Regions from separate parts of the Zea mays genome. Here region 2 is linked to region 1. The links are chromatin contacts, called in public Hi-C maps. All regions are on one chromosome and are shown on one strand. The core of a region is the stretch at or near the end of the contact, and the rest is flanking DNA. Distances in the headings are between cores, read along the strand shown. Region 1 holds the start of LOC111591184. Region 2 holds the start of LOC103650755 (serine/threonine-protein kinase TIO).

Region 1 (6,220 bases), core at 3,087-5,586:
TCATCTTCGTGTACCTGGGATTCTCACGAATATTGTTCACGAGATGAGGATCAAGAACGGTAAATGACCTTAGCATTAGTCGGACGACGTCATGGTCCGTCCATCGCGTGCTTCCGTAGCTCCTTATTTTGTTGATAAGGGTCTTGAGCCGGTTGTATGTTTGGGTTGGCTCCTCGCCCCTTATCATTGCAAACCTTCCAAGCTCGCCCTCAACCAACTCCATTTTAGTGAGCATGGTGATGTCGTTCCCCTCGTGAGAAATCTTGAGGGTGTCCCATATCTGCTTGGCATTGTCCAAGCCGCTCACCTTATTGTACTCGTTCCTGCACAAAGAGGCTAGCAACACAGTAGTGGCTTGTGCATTTTTATGAATTTGTTCATTAATAAACATAGGGCTATCCGAGCTATCAAATTTCATTCCATTCTCTACAATCTCCCATATGCTTGGATGGAGAGAGAATAAATGACTACGCATTTTGTGACTCCAAAATCCGTAATCCTCTCCATCAAAGTGTGGAGGTTTGCCGAGAGGAATGGAAAGCAAATGCGAATTCGAACTATGTGGAATACGAGAATAATCAAATGAAAAGTTTGAATTGACCGTCTTCCTGTAGTCGTTGTCATTATCCTTTTGGGAAGAAGAGGATTCGTCACTGTCGTAGTAGACGATCTCCTTGATACGCCTTGTCTTCTTCTTCTTCCCATCTTTACGTCTGTGACTTGAGCCAGAGTCGTTGGATTTATCATCTTTTGGGTCGTTGACGAAGGACTCCTTTTCCTTGTCGTTGATCACGATTCCCTTCCCCTTAGGATCCATCTCTTCGGGCGGTTAGTCCCTTTCTTGAAGAGAACGGCTTTGATACCAATTGAGAGCACCTAGAGGGGGGGGTGAATAGGTGATCCTGTAAAACTTACACTTATAGCCACAAAAACTTGGTTAATCGTTAGCACAATAATTGCCAAGTGGCTAGAGAGGAGCCAAGACACAATAATCACAAGAAATCAATCACAGAGATGACACGGTGGTTATCCCGTGGTTCGGCCAAGTACAAAACTTGCCTACTCCACGTTGTGGCGTCCCAACGGACGAGAGTTGCACTCAACTCCTCTCAAGTGATCCAATGATCAACTTGAATACCACGGTGTTCTTCTTTTCTTTGATCTTTTCCCGTTTGCGAGGAATCTCCACAACTTGGAGTCTCTCGCCCTTACAATTGAATTTCACAAAGAAGCACGGAGTAAGGGAGGGAAGCAACACACACAAATCCACAGCGAAATGCGCACACACACGGCCAAGAAACGAGCTCAAGAGACTATCTCAAAGTTCACACTAGAACGAGCTCGAATCACTGAGAATGACAAACAACTGCGCAAAGACTGAGTGTGGATGATCAAGAATGCTCTAAGGTTGCTTGGTGTCCTCCTCCATGCGCCTAGGGGTCCCTTTTATAGCCCCAAGGCAGCTAGGAGCCGTTGAGAACAAATCTGGAAGGCCATCTTTGCCTTCTGTCGTCGGGCGCACCGGACAGTCCGGTGCACACCGGACAGTGTCCGGTGCCCGATTCCTTTCCTTAAATGGCGAAGCCGACCGTTGCAGATGCGGGAGCCGTTGGCGCACCGGACATGTCCGGTGCACACCGGACAGTCCGGTGCCCCCTTCCGACCGTTGGCTTGGCCACGTGTCCCGCGCAGATCGCGCGGCCGACCGTTGGCCCTGCCGACCGTTGGCTCACCGGACAGTCCGGTGCACACCGGACAGTCCGGTGAATTTTAGCCGTACGCCGTCAGCAAATTCCCGAGAGCGGCCTCTTCGGTTGAGGCAGCCTGGCGCACCGGACACTGTCCGGTGCACCACCGGACAGTCCGGTGCCCCAGACCGAAACAGACTCTTGGCTGTACACAGCCAAGTCTTCTCTTCTCTTCTTCTTTCTGTTTCTAACACTTAGACAAATATATTAGTACACAAAACCAATGTACTAAGACTTAGAAACATACCTTTGTTGTAGATTTGCACTTTGTTCATCCATGGGCATTGATTCACATTGAAGCACTTGTGTTGACATTCAATCACCAAAATACTTAGAAATGGCCCAAGGGCACATTTCCCTTTCAATAACCGCCAAAGTAAAGTCGTGCAAGGGAAGAGAGAGTTTCGGCATTCGGATCTCACGACGGTGAGATTGCAGAAACCGGACTAGTGGGTAAAGTGTACACATCTGCGCATAGTTTGAAACCTATTCGAATAGTCTATGTCCACGGATATGGATGAGTTATGGCATGGATTTGACAATTAGTGTTTTGTTTTCCAAAAAAATGCTTTTGAAAAGTGGTTTTAAAAGGTCCGGCGATTGAGCCGTGAGCTATGGTGGACGAGAAGTCTAGTAGATGTTTTTGAAAAGGAAAACCGGTGGAAAACTGCTAAGATACCTGGATGGTTTAGTTCAGGGGATTTTGTTCTATATTGAAAAACTTCCTGCTCCTTTGGGAGAGGATGTGCTTTGAAAAATATAAAATGTTTTACAAAATAACCATGCATCAAATATTGCTCTTGCTGCAAAATATCCTGAGCTCCACATACTCCATGCATTATATCTGATTTCCCCATTCTGTGGGTGAAGGTGGGTTGTTGGATACGTAAGTACTCACTCTTGCTTATTTGTTGTTTTTCATAGAAGAAGATCGTTGATCGGGTAAGAGTTACGCTTGTTCCCAACCATGCATGTGGCTGTTGGACCGCTCATTTGCTTCGCTGCGTATATCGGGCTGCTTTAGCCCCACTCTAATGATATGTCCCGAGTTGTGGACCAACTTTTAAAGTTGATCGTCACCTTTATAGGTTTGTCTTGTTTAAGCATATCTAGAACCATCTGATGTATAAATGTGTTTACTAGCCTCATGGGACTAGTAATTGTATCATATTTGAGTCTCAGAGGATTGAGACGCTTCAGCTGCCGATGTGGCACTACATCCCAGCTGAAACCACTTTGTATGAGATTGAAGCAAATCATCAAACACTTGTTGGGCGAGTTGGTGATAACCTCCTCCTCCTCTGTCGACACCACCAACTATATGATAGACAAAACTGGGGATGGAGCGTGTCGATGTAAGGATCGAGTGGGAGCGGGTCCAGGAGCTAGTTCATGAGCCCACTGTTGGGAAACTTGGAGTGCTCGTCCAGGAAGTACTCCTTGGCGTCGAGGCCGAAGTGGCCGACCTCGTCCTCCATGCCCATCAACGTGTATGCCTGCAAGCACGACGTCCTGTCGACGCTGGCGCGGTCAGGTACGTGCTTTTCGATGGGGAGGTCGAGCTCCTGGCCCGACGATGGTGAGGAGATGAACGTCGCAGACCTTGCGCGCACGGATATTGGACCGACGTGCCTACGATCGAGGTGTTGATGCTCGGCACGGTGTGGATGCCTAGTGGAGGAAGCAAGTCCTGGGAGCCCGGGGTCGCGACACGGACGACCGGGGGCAGATCGACCCGGTCGCAGGGAGAGTCCGGATCCGAATCGAGGAAACAGTGGTGGAAACAGGGCTCCTCGTCGAAGATGGACGTCTCGTCACAGGGCTCTTCGCAGCGCTCGTCCTGGCAGCGCTCGACACCGTCGTAGTGTCCGCTGATGCGCTCGGACAGGCGTGCCTCCATGAGTCGCATTTCGTTGAGCAGCTTGCGGATGGCGGTGTCTTGGTTGCTCCATCGTGGAAGATCGGGGTCGTCGTGGCACAACAACAAGCGGATCCAGGAGACTGAATCTGATACCAGATGTTAGCACTTAGGAAGGAGAAATTTGTCATTATGAAACATAGCAGATGTGAATTCGACGAAATAGAGGTATAGGTGGGGGATTCGACAGTCTGGAAAAGTAGAGAAAGACCAAACTCTGAAATAGACAAGATTTCTCTATTACCCGCTGACGACATAGATTAATCTCCCGTCCCATCGCCGTCATTGCCTGCTCGTGTCGCGCTCCGGCCGACCGTCGTCGCTGCCTACTCGTGTCTTCGTCCGATCGTGCCCATCGTCTGCGCAGCAGCCACTGGCCTGTGTCTCGGCCAGCTGCCAATGCCACTCGTTCTCCACCTCCGCTTTTCACCGTCCAAGGACCCGGCGCCATCGAGTAGCTTCTAGAGGTAGTAGACCACGGGGAGCTACCGAATAATCTAGCAAACTATATACATTTTAGATGTTAGCTCAGCGGCCTAAGAACAGCCGATAACAGATCCTCAAGACAGCCCCTATGTTCTTTCCCATTTCCAGAACTTAATAAACTACAAATATTCAGTAATAGGCTAAAAGGAAAAGGAAAAGATCAACAGGAACACCATATGGTAAACTGAAAGGTAAGATGTCTGCTACAGCTCAAACAGAATCAGGGCCTAGAGCAGCTCAACAAGTTGGTGTACCATCAGTTCATACACTTTGTGTCAATGAAAAAAAAACTGAGGCATGCAATCAGAACATGCTAGTTTACATTTTGTTTTTCCAGCACTGGGAGCTACCGAACATGACGGATGTAGCCAAAAAAAAATGGATGCTACCTTGTACTGAAAATGCAGGGACTGTTCACCTGCATTCTAGCCCTGCCTCCAATGCTCGCCGGGGCTTAGTTTTTCAGCTGGCTCCCAATCTGCCTGAACCCATTGGTCCTCGTTAATTCATCACTGCTTAATCGAACAGTAGAATTAGTATCTTCTACGGCAATATTGGAGCCCTCTTTCAGTGGTCTGCCTCTCTTGGTACCACCAGCTGCAGCGCTGTTCTTCAGCTTGGCATCGTCAGCTTCTTGGTCGGCATCGACCTGTTCTACAAAGTTTTCAACATCTGCTTGATCGATCTTACTGGCGAAGCGCTTTTGGGGCCTTCCCCTCCTCTTCTTTGCAGGCACGACTTCTTCGCCGCTGCTACCTTTGTCGCCCCTCCTCCTTCTCCGGCCACTGCGCACAAGGGCGACGGCAATGGCTGCTGCTGCCACATTGGTGAGCAGTCACCGTCACCGATCTCCACCTCAGACCACTGTCGCTCGTCCTCCATCTCCCAGCGCCCACACCATTCCCTGTGCGCCCACTGCCGACGATCCCACGGTCAGCGGCCCGCTCCTCCTTCCCACGCCCGACAACTCCAACGTCGTGGCGCAGGGCCAGCGGGTGCGCCGCCGAGCGGAACGGCTTCTCGTGCACGACGACGGCCGCGGCGGCCAGGTGTGCCGCGCACTGCAGCGCCAGGAACACCGTCCCCAGGGACTCGCCCTCTCCACCGCCTCTGTTGACCAGGCAAAGGACGAGCAGCAAGGGCGTAGAACGCGGCGAGGGCACCGATCGTCGCGACCTCTGTTCATCTACATCTCAGACGGAGGAGAGCAGCAGCAACGTTAACAGGTAGCTGACGGCGTGAGCATCAGGAAATTAATCTGTGTCGGCAGCGGGTAATAGAGAAATCTTGTCTATTCCAGAGTTTGGCCTTTCTCTATTTTTCCAAACTGTCGAAGCCCTCTTATATGCCTCCATTTCGTCGAATCCACATCTACCGTGTTTTATAATGGAAAATTTCTCCCTACGAAGGGGATGAGAGAGATGTGCTGGAGTAGAGAAGGCTTGGAGAAGGGGATAGCAGCGAAGAAGACGATCTCGTTTGATATATAGCCAAATTGTTCATATCCTTTATAACCAACACACGCCGTTCTTATATTCCACACGTTCACTCGGCCTGCTAACACTTACAAGGCCTACTTCGGCCCAGCCAAACGAACATTAGCGCGTCTGGTCCGTTTGCCGCAATCGTTGCCTTCACACATTCACACTCGTTGCGTTCACCTTCAGTAGCGATGAAAACGGACGGAAACGGACGGAAAAACCCTTCTCCCGTTTCCGCTCCCGCAATTCTTCATCGGAAATGGGAGCGGGAGCGGAACAACCACGGGCGGAAACGGGTCCGGGTTATACGGGTTTACGGAAACGAACCAAAACGGCCGAAAATTAACTGAAAACGAACGGAAATTACCTCAACGGAAAAATTAATCGGAAAATAAGTCCACATCACCACATGATTACATGACCAGTTGACCACATAGCCATTGAACAACATGAAAATAAGTCCACAATAGTACATGAGCACATAACACAATTCCAAATCCAAGTATCCAACAAGTAAACTTACACTCACTCTGCCCACATAAATTCAGTCCATACACAATAACAATTAATAGAGTCTAAATGGTGTG
Region 2 (6,629 bases), core at 978-3,477, 220 kb after region 1:
AAAAAGTTACTTTTTAACGTTTAGCTTCCAGCCTTCCACAACTACCGAATGGGATCATCACAAGAAACAAGCAACGGCAGAGACATGGAATATTGAACAATTTAAACTGAAGAAAGAGACAAGTGGGAAATGAACATTTCAGGTTTTAAACAATAACATGTAGTCAATGAAAGTCCAAACAGTACCTGCAGCCTTGTTTTCTGATCTTTGTATCGATTGTCTCTAATTGAACTACCTAAATCTGCAACATTTTTCCTTTCAACAATAAAATCTAGAACATATTCTGTAAAATTTTTTTTATGACGAGCGATCCATATGCCATCACCTACAGGCAAACGTTTAACCTGGATGACAAGGTTTAAACAGAAGAATACGAATCACTTTCTCTGGAAGACAACACAAAAATATCAAAATAAGCATCATAGCCCTTCTTTTATATATGTTCAAAAAGAACAAACACATTTGGTACATCATCAATAGGCTGGTGCTCATGATATTTATAAGCAAGATAGAATCATAAAAGTTGCAAGGTTCCTCATAATTTTAAGAATCTAGAAAATGGTATGTAGAATTGTAGACCACAAAATAATTATTCAGAGACAGTTTACAACTAACCTCTACAGGTACGTTAAACTGCGAGCCAATGTTATCAGCAACCTTTTTTGAAGCAACTTTTCTTGAACAATACCTACACAAAAAAGGTAACAACCATGAGAACAAAATTCTGATATGTCTCGAAATATATAATGCTTATTTTATATTAGTAGGATACGATCATACAAACCCAAAATTCTCACGATCATCCAATATCAGAACAACCTCGTAAGCTTCAAGAAACTCTTCACTTGATTGACGAGGTGGCATAGCCAGTATACAATTGTTCATTGATACAACATCCTTGTCTAGCATATTGAAGTCAGTAGAACCCTGGGACAAAAAAATCAGCATATTGCAATTGAAAGTTGTAAAAGGGACAGTACTGTGCAGCACATGGTTTATCCATAAAAAGAATCAAACATACCGTTTTACCAGATGGTTGCAGCTCCAATGTTCCTTGGGATGAAGAAAACTGAGCATTCTGACAATTTAAGTTGGAAGGAGGTCCCTTGCCTTCAAAAGAAGTATTGGAATTAAATAAAAATCATAATGCTTTTTTTATGAATATTATAGCAAGCATAATGCTACCAAGAGAAGCAGAAGCAGCAGTTTTCTTCTTTGTCACACAGCACTTTGGTACTCTTGTTTTCTTTCCTATTAGAATAAACAACACCATTTCAGATTTCACAGAAAAGATAATTGGTGTGGAAAAGGAAAGATTTTGAAACAGCAGACAGTTAAGCATGAAAATCGTTACCATACTCTCCAGCTACATTACCTTTCGCTGGAGAATCCTGCTTGGACTCTGCAAAGAAGCCTTTCATACAGCGTATGAGCCATGGTCCTACACCACTGCACACAGTGATAGAGTATTAGAAACATCCAGCTATGTAAATCAAAATTATTCAAAAAGTCCAGAACTGTATTACTACCAAATAGTAGGTTGCGTATTTCTTTCATGAAAAAAAAAACTCTAGAATCATAGTGCACATTGCGGCTTGTAGGCTAACAAAAGCTACAGAATTGATTAGCAATGCAAACACAAGTTTCTGATATTAGCCCAAGATATGAAAACAATCCCAATTCCTGAAATGTTACTAAAAACACAGCTTTTTAGATCCGGTTCCTATCCAACTACAGCTCAAAATAAGACAATTCCAATTCCCACCAACAATAACCGCACAAAAAAAATTCAATCGAACTCCTCTCTCAGTGTAGCATTTACCCCAGCAACGGACAAAAAAAGAATGGATTGGAGAGGTAGGAGGAAAGAATTAGTACTTGATTTTGGAGAACTCCTTGAGAGTCCGGATGGGCTCATTGGCGGCGCAGACATTGCGGTAGGCTTTGGCGAACGTGCGGTCCAGGTGCTCCTTGAAACCGGCCGGCTGCTCCCTCATAGACAGCCGCTTCTCGTGGAGGCAGCGAGCCACCTCCTCGTTCTCCGGGATCCGCACCTTGAGCTGCATCAACGCCGGCGCCGGCGCCGCCATCTCTGAGAGGTTTTGGAGCTCGGAGAGGGGGGCTGCTGCTGGATCGGGGGTGCTAGGGTTTGGGGTGGAGGGGTGACCCGTGGCCGTAGCCGTGGCCGGGTGGGGAAGAACAGGTCACCGTTGAAATGGTTCGAAGCTCGAACTGATTTGAATTTTGCGGTCGGGACTCACGATGCATGTGATCTTCGCAAGCTGGCTTGGGCTGGGCTGTCCATCTAGAAGGGCAATCCTTAGTGGGCTTTAGTTCGACTCCAAGCCTGCTCGCCCACTCGTTAATAACCGTTGTTCAAATTTTCTCCCCCGTTCACCCCGCCGCGTGCTCGCTTCTCTCTTCTCTCTTCTCTCTCAGCCGAGCTCCCTCTCTCCGCGATTGGCGACGACTGAGGAGCGGGCAGAATTCAAAAAAAAAAAAAAAAAAGAGTGGGCGACCGCCGCCGCCGCCCAACGCCAGGTGCCCGGGCCGCTTTCGCCAGCAACGAGCACCCACCAGGTACGCCCGCCGTTTTTTCTCCCCTTACTACTGTGCGAAACCGAGCATCCAAATTCCAAACCCTAACGGCTAGTTGTAATCGGATCTGATCTATCTACAAGCATCTTCTGCCGACTAACTTCGATTTTGCAAAGATTATTGCGCCTGCTGGGTACGAGATGGGGATAGAGGATTACCATGTCATCGACCTCGTCGGGGAGGGCTCCTTCGGCAAGGTTTACAAGGGCAGGCGCAAGTACACTCGGCAGGTCAGCGTCTCCCCATCTTCTGTCCTGGGCCCGCTGGATTTGGGCCCATCTGATGATTAGATGAACTCCCTTTGTGTGGTTTCGACTTCATAGAGTTTGTTTTCTCCTGTTTTGCTTCTGTTTCAGACGGTCGCCATGAAGTTCATTCTTAAGCACGGGAAGACCGATAAGGATATCCACAACCTTAGGCAGGAGATTGAGGTAAACCATTTCTATTTCTACATGTACTTCGGGTTTGGGTATTTTGTTGTTATTAAACAAAGAATTGGGAGTGGCTACAAAAATTATAATTCTGATGTGGTGTCCGCTACGATTCGGTTGTGCTTGTCAAATTAGCATTATTAGGCAATGGCGCTCCTTATCTCATTATACCATTTCACTTCTTGATGTCATACACAATTCTGTAGATCCTAAGGAAACTCAAACATGAGAACATAATTGAAATGATCGATGCCTTTGAAACCCCTCAGGAGTTTTGTGTTGTCACAGAGTTTGCTCAGGTACACAAGAACTCAGTTTGATTACCTTGTCCTTTCTCATCTTTGACTGGTTTCAATTGTTTGCAGCTGGCTAACTCTAATGAAAATGCTTGTCTCAGGGAGAACTGTTTGAGGTGCTCGAGGATGATAAATGCCTTCCAGAAGAACAAGTTCAGGCAATTGCTAAGCAGCTGGTATGCACATCGCTCTGGCACCCTGCACAATAGCAGGCCAGTTGTTTTGGCCGTCCGTCTTCCCTTCATGGTTTCAACATATTTCATTTCAGGTGAAAGCATTGTATTACTTGCATTCCAATAGAATTATTCACCGGGATATGAAACCTCAGAACATCCTTATCGGGAAAGGATCTATTGTAAAGGTAATCTCTCTTCTATCTTGGCATGCATAACCTGCCAATGTCTTGTCTTTTTTTCCATTCCTGAATCCTGAAGTTTTTATCAAGTTTTCTTTAGTGTACGATGTATAGTAGATGCTTCAAGGTACACCGTACACATATCTCCAAGATGTTGCTGTAGCTAATCTATTGTTGAATTGTCAGTTATTCTAACGTACACACTCCTATTTTTCGTGATCCAGTGTACTTTATTGATTCTATCTGGTATGTTTCAGTTTTCTGTTAAGTTTCTTATAGTATGATGGCAGCTAGACGTATGCAATCATTTTATTAGAATGAGCTTTCATCCTGATGGCCTTGATTCACGCCTTTAATGTTCGCTTATCCGCTGTTGTTTATGTCTTCAAGTTGCGATTCTTATCCATTACGCTACAATGGTTGAAATTTCATTTATTTCTTGCCTATTTACAGCTTTGTGACTTCGGGTTTGCTCGTGCTATGTCAGCTAACACTGTTGTATTACGCTCCATTAAAGGTATCTATTTTTCATCTTGACGTGGTAGTTGTCATCTTAAAAAATAATTTCCTTTTTTCTCAAACGCGAAAAATAATAATTTCCTCATCTTGTAGCCTGTAATTAAGTCTATATATGCTGGTTGGAATACTTCATTTCATATTCTCTGGATCATAGGAAGCCTCCTGCTAGCCACATGTTACCTGTTGGTAGATCTACCACATTCTGATACTCTGATTTTCTAAACTAACATGAGCAATTAGCAAATGTTAATGATAATATGATAAAACATTTAAGCTGTACTGTTATATTTGTCATCTTTCTTAAATCTGTATACATAGGTCATTTATGATCTGAAGTTCTGAACTCTGTCTGCACTTCCTTAAAATTTAGGACTTTGGAGTCGTTTTTCCCGGTGGTTAGCCTATCCCTAGTTGCTTAGGATTAAAGGGCTTTGCTGTTGTTGTTGTTGTTGTTGTTGTTTCCCAGTGGACAAAGTTTATCTCAAATTACTTTCCGAGACACGTAGCTGTACACTGTATTTCATTATATGAAATTGTCTCCTTTGAATTGGCCCTTATGGCATATTATAGCTCATCCAGTCATATACTATATTGACATTGCTTGATCTTGACATTTGTGATAAGCTCCTTTTGCCGACCTTTCATTTCACTAAACTTGTTTTTCCTATGCAGGGACACCTTTATATATGGCTCCAGAACTGGTGAGGGAACAGCCATATAACCATACAGCAGATTTATGGTCCCTTGGGGTCATTTTGTACGTACATCTTCGCTTTCCTACTAGACCTGATTACTTTTGCAATCTTCTCATACTAGTACATTCTTGATGCTATTGCATCATATTTCTTGAGCAGTTGTAATTTTAATCTACTGCTGGCCTTCAGCAAATGGTTCAAGTTGATGCCATCTACTCTGCTTTGTGTTTGATAATTTATCTATCAGGCTAAATTTATTGTTTGGTTGACCAGATATGAATTGTTTGTTGGACAGCCCCCCTTTTATACAAATTCGGTCTATGCACTTATCCGGCACATTGTCAAGGTTACTAGGCTTATTTAGTTATTTTATTTGTTATGGCTGCCTTTTTCAATGTCAGAACTGATTTATATGATTTCATCGATGCGTTAGGATCCTGTAAAATATCCAGATAATATGAGCACAAACTTTAAGAGCTTCCTGAAGGGTTTACTCAACAAGGTCATAAACTCATAACTGGCATTTCCCCACCAGATCACATCTAATGACTTGATCTGTTCCTTTTCTTTTCTAATGCTGTGTGGTATGTAATAGGTGCCTCAAAGTAGATTAACCTGGCCAGCATTGTTGGAGCACCCATTTGTCAAAGATGATTCAATGGGATCGGCAGCTGTAAGTATCTTTAGTTACATGCTTAAGTAATTTATGGAATCCTAGTCTTTGAAGATATCAGTGCCTTGAATACCACATAAATTACTCAGGAGTCTCGACCCGCGCCTTTTGAAGCTAGAGGGTCTGAAGATACTCAGAAAGCAGAAGAAACACAATCAAGGAACCAACCTTCCCCAGCCGGCCCCCAAAGTAGGCAATTTAAATAGTAAACTTATATCCTTTTCCTTAAGGATTTTCCCACAAGTTCTGTATCTTGAACTGATTTCAACGTTTGTTAGGTAGGATTACTGCTACCAATAGGGAAAATGCTTCTGATAAACCAAAAGGAAACAGAAAACTGGATGACCCTATGCAAGCAACTCAGGACCGCCATGGTTCACCTACTGGTGCTGTTGCTGAAAGCTGCTCTCCCTCAGGCAAGTTGATATCCAAATTCTGACTTCTGGTAGTATTTTTGGTCAGTAGTGTTGATCAGAATAGTCTTGTTTCTTCCTGGGAAGCATGCAGTTACATGAACTTTCTAAATATTTCATTGCAGAGTGTACGGCTTTGGATAAACTGGAAAAAGCCTCACAAACAGTAGAAGGTGCAAGCAGCATTGTTCAAGATATTGAAGCACTGTCAACCATTCTCACCCCTATCAAAATTTGGCTTACTAATACTCCAAGTTCAACCAGGTAAATTCGTTGCTTTTCCAATCCTTGCGAACTATTCAGATCTTGGTTTATAAGTTTTTTTCCTGGTAGAAACCAGGACAAAATGGTTATTCCAGAGTAACGTGGTTGCAACGGATGGTGCTTAGCCTTTAGTGTATTGTTAAGGGTATAGTAGTCATGGGTACCTAGAGTAATTCTAGTCTTTCCCTTGTATCACTATCATAGTATCATGTATGCATTCTACTAATTTTACATCAGTTCAGTAGTTATTTCTTATCCAAAATGCATTTGAGCTGTATAAAGGTGTGACAACAGATATAATATTTGAATGGGAACATCTGAACATTGCTCCACCCAACTGTATAACATCCACTGAGCAGAAGTTTTTCTTCTGGTTTCATCATGC

What was found. Hi-C and Micro-C count contacts between places; a contact is called where the count stands out from the background.
Region 2: a Hi-C map of endosperm shows a contact between it and region 1, with 2.3 times the contacts expected there. The contact joins the promoter of LOC103650755 here to the promoter of LOC111591184 in region 1. A contact is called at or near these places in 2 of 25 Hi-C or Micro-C datasets (ear and endosperm).

The regions. Positions count from the first base shown.
Region 1 is chr3:152,941,855-152,948,074 of Zm-B73-REFERENCE-NAM-5.0, forward strand. It overlaps LOC111591184, which reads left to right and starts at 4,337. Exons shown (of 1, transcript XM_023302129.1): 1 at 4,337-5,637. The coding sequence starts at 4,959. The coding sequence ends at 5,375.
Region 2 is chr3:153,167,373-153,174,001 of Zm-B73-REFERENCE-NAM-5.0, forward strand. It overlaps LOC103650755 (serine/threonine-protein kinase TIO), which reads left to right and starts at 2,228. Exons shown (of 23, transcript XM_008676326.4): 1 at 2,228-2,580; 2 at 2,715-2,828; 3 at 2,955-3,029; 4 at 3,236-3,328; 5 at 3,427-3,501; 6 at 3,594-3,686; 7 at 4,134-4,197; 8 at 4,872-4,956; 9 at 5,168-5,240; 10 at 5,328-5,396; 11 at 5,490-5,567; 12 at 5,657-5,756; 13 at 5,846-5,983; 14 at 6,106-6,244. The coding sequence starts at 2,739. It overlaps LOC103650756 (crossover junction endonuclease MUS81), which reads right to left and starts at 2,277. Exons shown (of 11, transcript XM_008676327.3): 1 at 1,879-2,277; 2 at 1,376-1,449; 3 at 1,186-1,251; 4 at 1,022-1,110; 5 at 785-927; 6 at 616-688; 7 at 186-344. The coding sequence starts at 2,090.